Linked DNA regions of Mus musculus: region 2 is linked to region 1. The links are chromatin contacts, called in public HiChIP or PLAC-seq maps. All regions are on one chromosome and are shown on one strand. Each heading gives the region's core, a stretch centred on a gene start, on an enhancer-like site or on the middle of the called end of the contact. The rest is flanking DNA. Distances are from core to core; before and after follow the strand shown. Region 1 holds the start of Rpl38 (ribosomal protein L38). Region 2 holds the start of Cd300ld (CD300 molecule like family member d).

Region 1 (4,926 bases), core at 1,667-4,166:
AGAAATGAGTTATCTTCTCTGGTTAATAATTTTCCAGCCTTCCACTTCTGGCAACCAATTCTCCATACAAGGACACTGGATGCACAGGATGGCTTTTAGGATGCTCCATTCCAGTGTGCAGGGAAGCACCTCTTACACTTTTGTGGAACCTGGCTCTTATTTTATAGTTATGTGTAAACGCATGCCCGTGTGTGGGCACTGGCACGTGGGTGCAGATGCCTGGGTGCAGAAGAGGTCGTCACTGCTACAGGCAGATTAGAGCGGAAGGATGCTGGGAACCAAACTCTGCAGCAGTAGTAAGGGCTCTATAAAGCATCAAAGGGCCTAATGCTTCAGACTCAAGCACCTAACCAGAGACAGGCATTTGGTCTTAACCTCACAGAACAGCTGTGTGTGATCTGCGTGCACAGGTTCTCTCAACTCCACCTCTGACTACTGCTGGAACAGCCTTCACCAGGCACTGGTGCTCAAGGCACTGGTCACTCTGGCTTCCATCTTACCAAGTCCAGACATGGATGGCAGCACCCTATGCTGCCCCAGCCATTATCGCACTCCTGAATACTAACTCTCCTCTCTGGAGGTGAGTGAGGTCTGAGACAGGGTTCCACATATCCGGGCAGGTCCTGAACTCACTGTGTGGCAGAGGACCTTGAACTTCTCTGATCCTTCTGCCTCCAACCAAAAGCACAGGGGTTAAAGTGGTGCCCTTCCCTGTCCAGTTAGGTCAGTGCTGGGAAACGGCCCAGAGCTCGAGGAATGCTAGGTAGGGGCCCTCACAGTCTCAGCCCCTGGGCATTGTCCAACTGCCATATAGCGACTCCACTTCTGGGTAAGTATCCAAAAATAAATGCTGCGTCAGGCTGACAGAAAATGTGCAAGCAGCCCAGTGTCCACCAACTCAATGTGGTGCCCCCACACAGAAGAAGCGCTGACTAGGGCTTCCCACACATCTGTAATACCAGCCCCCAGGAGACCCAGGAAGTTCAAGGTTAGAGAGAAGCCAGTGTAATAGTTGGGTGGGTAAAGACAGCCAGTGTCAAACCCAATGACCCCAGTCTGGTTCCTGAGATCTGCCCCATAGGACAACCAACACCCTCAAGATCCTCTCTGGCCTCCACATGTGCACATATACAATAAACAAAAACATAAGGGGGAAAACAAGTCAGAAATATCGGCCCAGGTCTACAATCCGCGAACACTTGGGAGGCGGAGAGAGACTCCCTGAGCTCTAGATCTGAGGCCAGCTTGGGCTACAAGGTGAGTGCCAATGTTATTCCAGATCCATATAGCCTATTTCTAAACAAAACAAAACCAAACCCACCAGAAATTGGGTCCAAAGGCATTTCTCCTAACCCATACGCTTGATTCATTTTCTTAACTAATTAAGGAACTGACAGGCCTGCTAGGTTGACCTCAGCAATCTGGAGGCATGACCTCTGATTCCACACTCTTAAAGTTAAACAGGAGAAAAGAACTGTGGCCCGTGGCCGAGCTGAGACTTGAGAAGGCAGTGCCAAATGTTACAGGCCGGATGGAAAACACCAGCAAACCCCACTGTGCCCACCAGCAGGAGACATTCGCCAGGCCGGTGGCCGCCGGCCCACAGACAACCACATCAGAGGCAACAGCCTGTCTGACGTGACAGAGTACACCTAAGGACCTTGCAAAGGCTCTTCCTGCCCACCTAGGTCTACTTCCGCTCATTATCTGATGTTTATAAGTCCGATCTGGGGAGGAAAAGGAAGGCCCATAGGGCTATCTCACACAGTAGAAGACCAGACCTCTTTTTAGCTGCCATGGGAAGATAACATCACCCAAGGTTTCTCGCTAGGCACATCCTCCCCAAACATCCTTTAAGTAGCAGACAATTCCCTCTTCGTGTATGAAAGAACAATACAGAAAGCAGCAGGAGCCGACAAACAACTTTGAACCTGCTTGTTTTAATCTATTTTCGAGACAATGTAACCAAGGAGAGCCTAGCATTTCCCCATCCCTTTGTCCCTGCCTCCGGAATTCGGGGACTGCAGTCTGTGCACCAGGCCTGGCTCTGAATCTCAGCTCATGCCGAGCAGGAGCGAACCCAGCGCAGGAAGAAGCAAGCGCCTTGCTATGTAGGCCAAGGATAGCGTTGGATGCTCAGTTCTCTTGCCTCGGCCCGAGATTAAGCAGGCAGACCTGGGCCAGCACACTGGCTCTGCTTTGTCTCGTCACCTCGCACTCGCTTATTTGGAAGCTGAAGGTTACTGGTAAATGACACTTTTTTCTTTTTTTTTTTTAAGGACAGGGTCTCGCTACGCAGCCCTGGAGAGCTTCTAACTCCCAGGGATTCTCCGGACTCCACCACGCGGGCAAGCCCGGTACTGAACTACAAGGCTCGCTGTGATCGGGGTGTGCACACGTGGCAATGCCAACCTCAGTGTGACACGCTGGGTCGCCAAGCTCGCCATAACCTGCTGTTCCGAGCCGCCCGATGCCTCCCTCCGCCCGTCCCTCGGGCTCGCCCTGAGCCTCCCGGGAGCCCGCACTTACACTTGGCATCCTTCCGCCGGGCTGTCAGCAGAAAGTCCTTGATCTCCTCAATTTTCCGAGGCTGTAACATAGGAGGGACAGAAGATGAGCCGGGGGAACGTGCGCGTCCGGGGGACGCCCAAGCCCGCCCCGGTCCCTCGTCCCGCACTCACCATGGCGACGCGGGCTCGGCTCTGGCGTCCGCACCTGCGGGGTACAATCCCGAGTTAACCGGCCGCGATCCTATTTCCCCGATCCGCCCGCCGCACCCCTCCCTCCTCCCTCCCTCGCTCCCCGCACACCCGTGCTCCCTGCGCCCTCCCCGGCTGCGGATCGCCCCGGATTGAACGCCCTTCCCCACCTGCCCAGCACACTCACAGCGATGAGAACCGAAGAGAACGGGGAAAGAACGAGGCTTCCGCTTCCGGACGGTTAACCCCGCCCAACAGAGGAAACTGAGTACGGTGTCTGCAAAGGACCAGAAAGGATGCGTTCATCATTTCAATTTCAGCAGCCCTGCCCTCTTCTGGTTCAGATTAGTAGTGCAGCTTCTTATAGCAATGGCGTTAGGCTGCCAGCATCACCCTCACCTCCCTTCTTATCCTTTCCCCTATTGTCCCCTCTTTCTGTCACTCATCTTATTATTTTTTTTTTACATTTTATTTTATTTTTTGTTTTTCGAGACAGGGTTTCTCTGTATAGCCCTGGCTGTCCTGGAACTCACTTTGTAGACCAGGCTGGCCTCGAACTCAGAAATCCACCTGCCTCTGCCTCCCGAGTGCTGGGATTAAAGGCGTGCGCCACCACGCCCGGCTACATTTTATTTTTATTGCGTGTATATTTAATTTGCTTGTATATCTGTGCATTAAATGAATGCAATGCTCATGGAGGCCAGAAGAGGGCATCGGATCCAGGGGAACTGGAATTACAAACAGCTGTGAAATGCCTCGTAGGTGCTGGGATCTGAACCCCGGTGTTCTGGGGGAGCAGCCAGTGCTCTTAGGACTGAGCGATAGCTCCAGGTCCAGAAGTGATTGGCTATTTATGTATTTGTTTATTTGAGACGGGGTTGGGTCACCTACCTTCTTCATGCTTATAACAGGCCCAGCAGAAATGATAGTCCAAAGAGCCACTATGTGCCTCACTTGCGTGCAGGGCAGAACTTCTGCAACCACCTGGGTAATCAGAAATGGCTCCTTTATTGCATCTTGAGACCCATTATCCAGGTCAAGAATTGAGCCTCCCCTGGCCAGACAGCTCAGGCCAGCTCTCACCACACGTTGCTTCTTTTTTTTTTTTTTTTTTTTTTTTTTTTTTTTTTTGGGTTTTTTGGTTTTTCGAGACAGGGTTTCTCTGTATAGCCCTGGCTGTCCTGGAGCTCACTTTGTAGACCAGGCTGGCCTCGAACTCAGAAATCCGCCTGCCTCTGCCTCCCGAGTGCTGGGATTAAAGGCGTGCGCCACCACGCCCGGCTACGTTGCTTCTTTAGACATGTAAGAAGTGACAGCTTTGGGAAGGCAGCGTTGCTTCCGTCTGCCGACTGGGTTCCCGCCCGGCTCTAACTTCCTTAGCACTTTGTTAGTCTTTATGATAATGCCTTGAAGGTTAGGCTCCAGGAAACTTTAGGTAGTGGTTTTATTTTCAACCACTTTTATTTTATTTCAACCGCTCTACAAATGTCTCCATTTTATTATGTTTGTCTCCCCCCCCCCCCAATTTAATAACTCACAACAGAATGTAATTGCCTTGTACTTATTACTGTGGAGAGCCTTCCCCCCCACCCCTCCCCCCCACCCCCACCCCGGAGGATGAGCGCTTAACCGTGAGGTTTTCAAACTCACCTCTTTCTCTCCTCCCCGCTCCCTTCGCGGAGCTCCTGCCTCCCGGTGATACGGGGCAGAAAAACTAATTGTGCAGGAGTCTTTTTCAAGAACAGAGCTGTGCTTCGGCGACTGCTGGTAACTGTTGGGTTTCAGACCCCAGAACAAGCAGCTGAGGTGTATTTTACACACCAAAGCAGGCCTGGCCCCCAGCTTTTCCCAGCATCCCTCAGTCCCTACCTGGCAGACCCTTTTCCCAACCCTAAACTTTTAGGTCCCCGGGCTGTCCACAACAGAGAAGGAATGTTTGGTGGGGGTGTGGGGAAGGGGGTGCCTCCGCGGACCCATGCTGAGGCATCCCTTCCCCCTGAGGGACCAGCCACACTACAGTATAGAATAGAGTATATTCAGGGCATGGAGAGGGGAGTTGAGAGAGTAGTAGAGGAGAGAGAGAGAGAGAGAGAGAGAGAGAGAGAGAGAGACAGAGACAGAGACAGAGACAGAGAGAGACAGAGAGACAAACAGAGACAGACAGAGACAGACAGAGAAGAGGCTGGCCATGAGCATTTGGAGGGAGAGGCGGGAAGGGAATGGGGAG
Region 2 (4,926 bases), core at 1,355-3,854, 320 kb before region 1:
CAGCAGAGAGCATCAAATGTATTGTTAGGATGACGTTTGAGTTAGGGTTTTACTGCTGTGAACAGACACCATAGCCAAGGCAACTCTTACAAGGATAACATTTCACTGGGGCTGGCTTACAGGTTTAGAGGTTCAATCCATTACCATCAAGGTGGGAGCATGGCAGCATCCAGGCAGGCATGGTGCAGGAGGAGCTGAGGGTTCATCATCTTCATCTGAAGGCTGCTAGCAGAATACTGTCTTCTAAAGCTAAAATGAGTGTCATGTTTCCCACACCCACAGTGACACACCTACTCCAACAGGGCCACACCTTCTTATAGTGCACTGTTTGGTCCAAGCTTATACAAACCATCACAGATAACTTCCTTATCTATGAACATGAACTATAACCCCAATTATTTGGAAACTGTGAAAATATCTTGTAAGGTTTGGTGAGATGGGTCAGCTTTGCTTTGAAGCATGGTCTCCTGAGGTCAGTGTCCAGGACTTACGGTGGAAGCAGAGAACCAACTCCCAGAAGTTGTCCTCTGACTCCCGTGTGCAAGCTGTACTCCACCCCACACTCACAAACACATCACACAGCACACATGGTCCCAAGAAATAAAACTTAAAGCAAACAATAAAATGTTCCTTAATAAATTATTTCCTTTTTAGAGCCTGTTCTTGTGTTTCTTAAATTTGTTTTTGAATGAATTATATTTTTATTTTGAGATCTTTAAAAGATTTGTTTTATTATAATTGTGTGAGTGTGTGTGTGTGACACAGAAACACATGCACTTGTATGTGAAGTGCCCCTGGGTAACAGAATAGGGCGATGGATCATCCAGAGCTCAAGTCACAGGTGGTTGTGAGCCATCACTCGTGGGTTTGGAACCACACTTGGGTCCTCTGACAGAGCAGTATGCACTCTGTCACTGAGCTGTCTCTCCAGTCCCTGACTTTATGTTTAATTATCTATATGTGTGTATGACTGTGTGTGTGTATACGCACGTGGATGCAGTTGTCTGTGATGATCAGAGGTGGCTCTTACCCATAAGCCACCTCTCTAACTCCTAATATTTATTTCATTATGTGTTTCAGCCTAATACAGAATGAATACATCTGGAGATGTGGCTCAATGGTAGCATGCTTGTCTACAGTGCATTAAACCCTGGTTTTGATCTCAGTCCACACAAAAAAGGAAAATATTATTAAATGACGTTTTGTGTTGGTAGCTGAGGTGGGGTGTGTGTGTGTTTGTGACGGATTGTGTGTGTTAGGTAATGTATGTGTGTATTTTTGTGGTGCATGTGTGTATGTGAGGGTGAGGTGGGTTATATGTGTGTGTATATATGCATGTGTGAGGTAGGTTGTGTGTGTGGTGGGTTATGTGTGTGTATGTGTATTTGTGTGTATATGTGTGTGGTGTGTATTTGTATGGTGTGTGTGGTGTGTGAGTGTATATGGTATATGTGTGTTTGTGCTGTTTGTGTGCATATGTGTGTGATCTGTGTGTATGTATGTGTGCTGGATTATGTATATGTGGTATATGTGTGTGGTCTGTGTATATATCTGTGTTGTGTATATGTGGTATGTGTGTGCATGGGCATGTGTTCATGTGTGTATGTGCATCTGTGTGTGCATTAGTGTGTACATTCATGTGTGTGTAGATTCTCCTGTGTGAATGTGTGTGTGTATGTGCATATGTATGTGTTTGTAAAATTCCTCCCATAATAATTTGATACCAGGGATACATGTACCTATATCTACATATCTACACTTGAAATTGGTCCTCTGGATTTAAACCAACTGCAGATTCCCACAATATGGGAGGCTTACTGGAGGAAGAGAGCTTGAAGCCAGCTTGGGCTGCACAGCAAAACTCTGTCTTACAGAAACAGAACCAGGGCTTGTGGATTCAGGGCAGTGGGTAGAGTGCATTCGTGAAACCTTGGTTTCAGGCTTCAGAGTCTCATAAAAGAGCATGGTGGGGAATGTCCGTAACGCTAGCACTTTAATGTTGGAAAAAGGAAAATGAGAAGCTCAAGGCCAGCTTTGGCTCCATGAGACTTTCCTTAAAACCCACAGTCTCCCTTGTTCTTTGAGTCAATGCCTGTGTCAATAGTAGCCATTGTGGCAGATGCCCCTGGCCACAGAAATCCGTGCTGAGACGTCCATAGCTAGATGAATTCCTGCTGCCCCAGGCTGAGCCTTCAGAAATGCCCTCTGCCACCCAGGGCTTAGCCTAGGCTACTGCCACGGGCTTAGCCTGGGCTGCCTTGTACACTCTTGCTACTACAGCCACTATGCCTTTGGTTGTTCTCCTCTCCCATGATCCCCTGCAACTCAGTTACTTCCTAGGTGAGGGCTTTGCTGTATCCCATCCTTTGTGTCTGTCTCTGCTGATCTGTGTGTCTGCATCTCTCCTCCTGATTCCCATCTGTCTTTCAAGTTCATGTGTCCCATTGCATCTACTCATTAGAGGAAGTTCCCTGTTCACCCGGCTGTCACTCTTTTCCAGTGACTTGGTTGTCTCAAAGATTGACATCATCTTCTTCCTGTATGCAAAATTGAGAAATTTTGTCAAGGAAGTTACTGAGAGAAGTGAACAAGAGAGACCTAAAGGCAACTCAAGCTGAGCTGCGAGTCCTCACAGGGTCCTGACATCTGTCGTCAACAAGGACATGAGAGGAGACGACCATGTGGCAGTTCTCTGCTCTACTCCTATTCTTCCTCCCAGGTAAGTAGCAAGGGCTTTAGACACTTCCATGTCAGTGGTGAGGGCGACCAAGACGGTCTGTTCTGTGTTAGAGAAACCTGGCTGATCTATTCACCAGCTGCTTACCCCTAAAAGAAAAGGCAAGTTTTTTGACATCTTGTGGATTCTATGTGTACTGCAGAAAAACAAATTTCAAAATAAAAAATAAAAATAAAAGCCAAAAACAAACCTTCCAACCCTAGCTGCTCCACGAAAGCCGATGAGTGAGTGGATGAACTAATTCTCACAAAATGTATTTTGGGTTTCATGTTTGGCACATGCAGCCTAGGATGCCCCTGAACTTGTGATCCTCCGGACTCCACCCTCTGAGTGCTGGGGTTTCTAGATGCAGCTCCATCTCCCGTTCTGCTGTGAGCTTTAGTTGACACAGTAATGAATACTTACAGGGGCTGGGTGTGGTGGTGATTACCTTTAATGCCAGCACTCAGAAAGCAGAGGTGGGTGGACCTCTGTTGGTTCAAGGCCAGCCTGGCCCACATTTTGAGAAAACCTGATGGAGTACAATGTGGCTTTTTCACAAGTTTGTACAAGATGTAGTGATCAGATCAGGGTAGCTGGGCTTTCATCAGTCATTTGTCATTTCTTTGTAATCTTGTGTATGAGGTATTTTGAAATATTCTGTTGTCAGACATATTTTCATCTCTCTCATACAACACTAAAAGTTGTCATTCTCATCAAATAATAGATACCCCTGTGTCCTACAAACTCTATCTCTAATTGCAAGCACTCTCCTGTCTTCCCTAATACCCTTCCCAGGCTGATAACCTCTTTTCTATTTTCTACTCCTTTGAGGTTAACTTTTGTTCTTTTGAGAAAAAATGTGTCTCTGTGATATATGTGTGAAAATGTTTGTGTGTATGTCTCTCTGTGTGTGTACACACATGTGCATGTGCTCTCAGGTGCACACATGGGTGCACACATACATGTGGAGATTGACACTGGATCCCTTTCTCTAACACTCTCCACCTTGTTTATTCAGACATGGTCTCCCGCTGCTCCTGAGCTCACAGATTCAGTCTATCTGGCCTGTGATCTCCAGGATCCTCCTGTCTTTCGGGTTACAGACACCCCCACCTCACCTGGCTTTCTACCAGGCAGACCCATAGTCTGCAAAGATTCCCACACTGCAGGCTGTCTCTCCATGCTGTTGGTTGTGTCCTTTAAGTTTAAAATAATTACATTCAGCAATTTTTTGTTTTCTAACTTGTGGCATTAGGAAATGTTTTGTTGTTGAAGCCAATACCCTGAAGAACTTTCTTTATACTTTTTCTTCCTCCCTCCCTCCCTCCCTCCCTCCCTCCCTCCCTCCCTCCCTCCCTCCTTCCTTTTTTTCTTCCGTTATGTCTTTCCTAAGAGTTAATAGCTGTATCTAGACACAACAGAAGAGGGCATCAGATCCCCTTACAGATGGTTGAGAGTCGCCATGTGGGTAGTGGGAAGTGAATTCAGGACCTCTGGAAGAGCAGCCTGTGGTCCTAACCACTGAGCCATCTCTCCAGAGCCTGCTTTATCATTAAGCAGGTATTTGGAATTTGTTGCTTGTGCATGCTGTGTAAGCCCCTCACCAACAGTGCTGCGTCCTCAGACCTACCCAGGAGCTCTGGGACTCAGATTCCACGGATCTGAAGGACAGCACAGGGTCTGCGTGCTGTGAGCTCTGCACCACATGGAGGTCAGATTGCTTGGTGTCATTTTGGTCAGCCTCCAGGACATCTATCCCAGAGACTGCTGGAATGACCAATAGTGGTTTCTGTGTGGCCATAGGATGTGTCTTCTACAAATGACCCTCCTGAGGGCATTGGGTCTGGAAATGAAGCTATCAGTGGACATGGTCTTCTGACACTTCCCCTATTCCAGACATTGGTCATTGTCACCATTGAATCTTGTGAGAGCTATAACTGGGTTCTTCAGCCCTTTTGTCTTAGTCTTTTTTTCTTTTGTTAGTTTTATTTTCTTTTGAGGCTTTAACCAATAGGATAAAAATGCTGATCTGCCTTGGGAAAAGGGAAGCCTTTTTCTGGTTGTTATTCAGCTCATGAACTCTACTTGGCTCAGTAGGAGATCAGTGGTCTGTTTGTGTTTTCCAGGCTGCTGCACGGCTCAGGATTCAGTCACAGGTCCAGAGGAGGTGAGCGGTCAGGAGCAGGGCTCCTTGACAGTGCAGTGCA

Evidence for each region. HiChIP or PLAC-seq counts read pairs in DNA pulled down with a chosen protein or histone mark.
Region 2: a contact with region 1 is called in an H3K4me3 HiChIP or PLAC-seq map of bone marrow-derived macrophages, with 2.8 times the contacts expected there. The contact joins the promoter of Cd300ld here to the promoter of Rpl38 in region 1. A contact is called at or near these places in 2 of 115 datasets of contacts at active chromatin or transcription factors (bone marrow-derived macrophages and pancreatic cancer cells).

The regions. Positions count from the first base shown.
Region 1 is chr11:114,666,570-114,671,495 of GRCm38.p6, reverse strand. Rpl38 (ribosomal protein L38) reads right to left here and starts at 2,916. Exons shown (of 4, transcript NM_001362918.1): 1 at 2,682-2,916; 2 at 2,530-2,590. The coding sequence starts at 2,684.
Region 2 is chr11:114,987,564-114,992,489 of GRCm38.p6, reverse strand. It overlaps Cd300ld (CD300 molecule like family member d), which reads left to right and starts at 2,604. Exons shown (of 4, transcript NM_145437.2): 1 at 2,604-2,719; 2 at 4,846-4,926. The coding sequence starts at 2,680.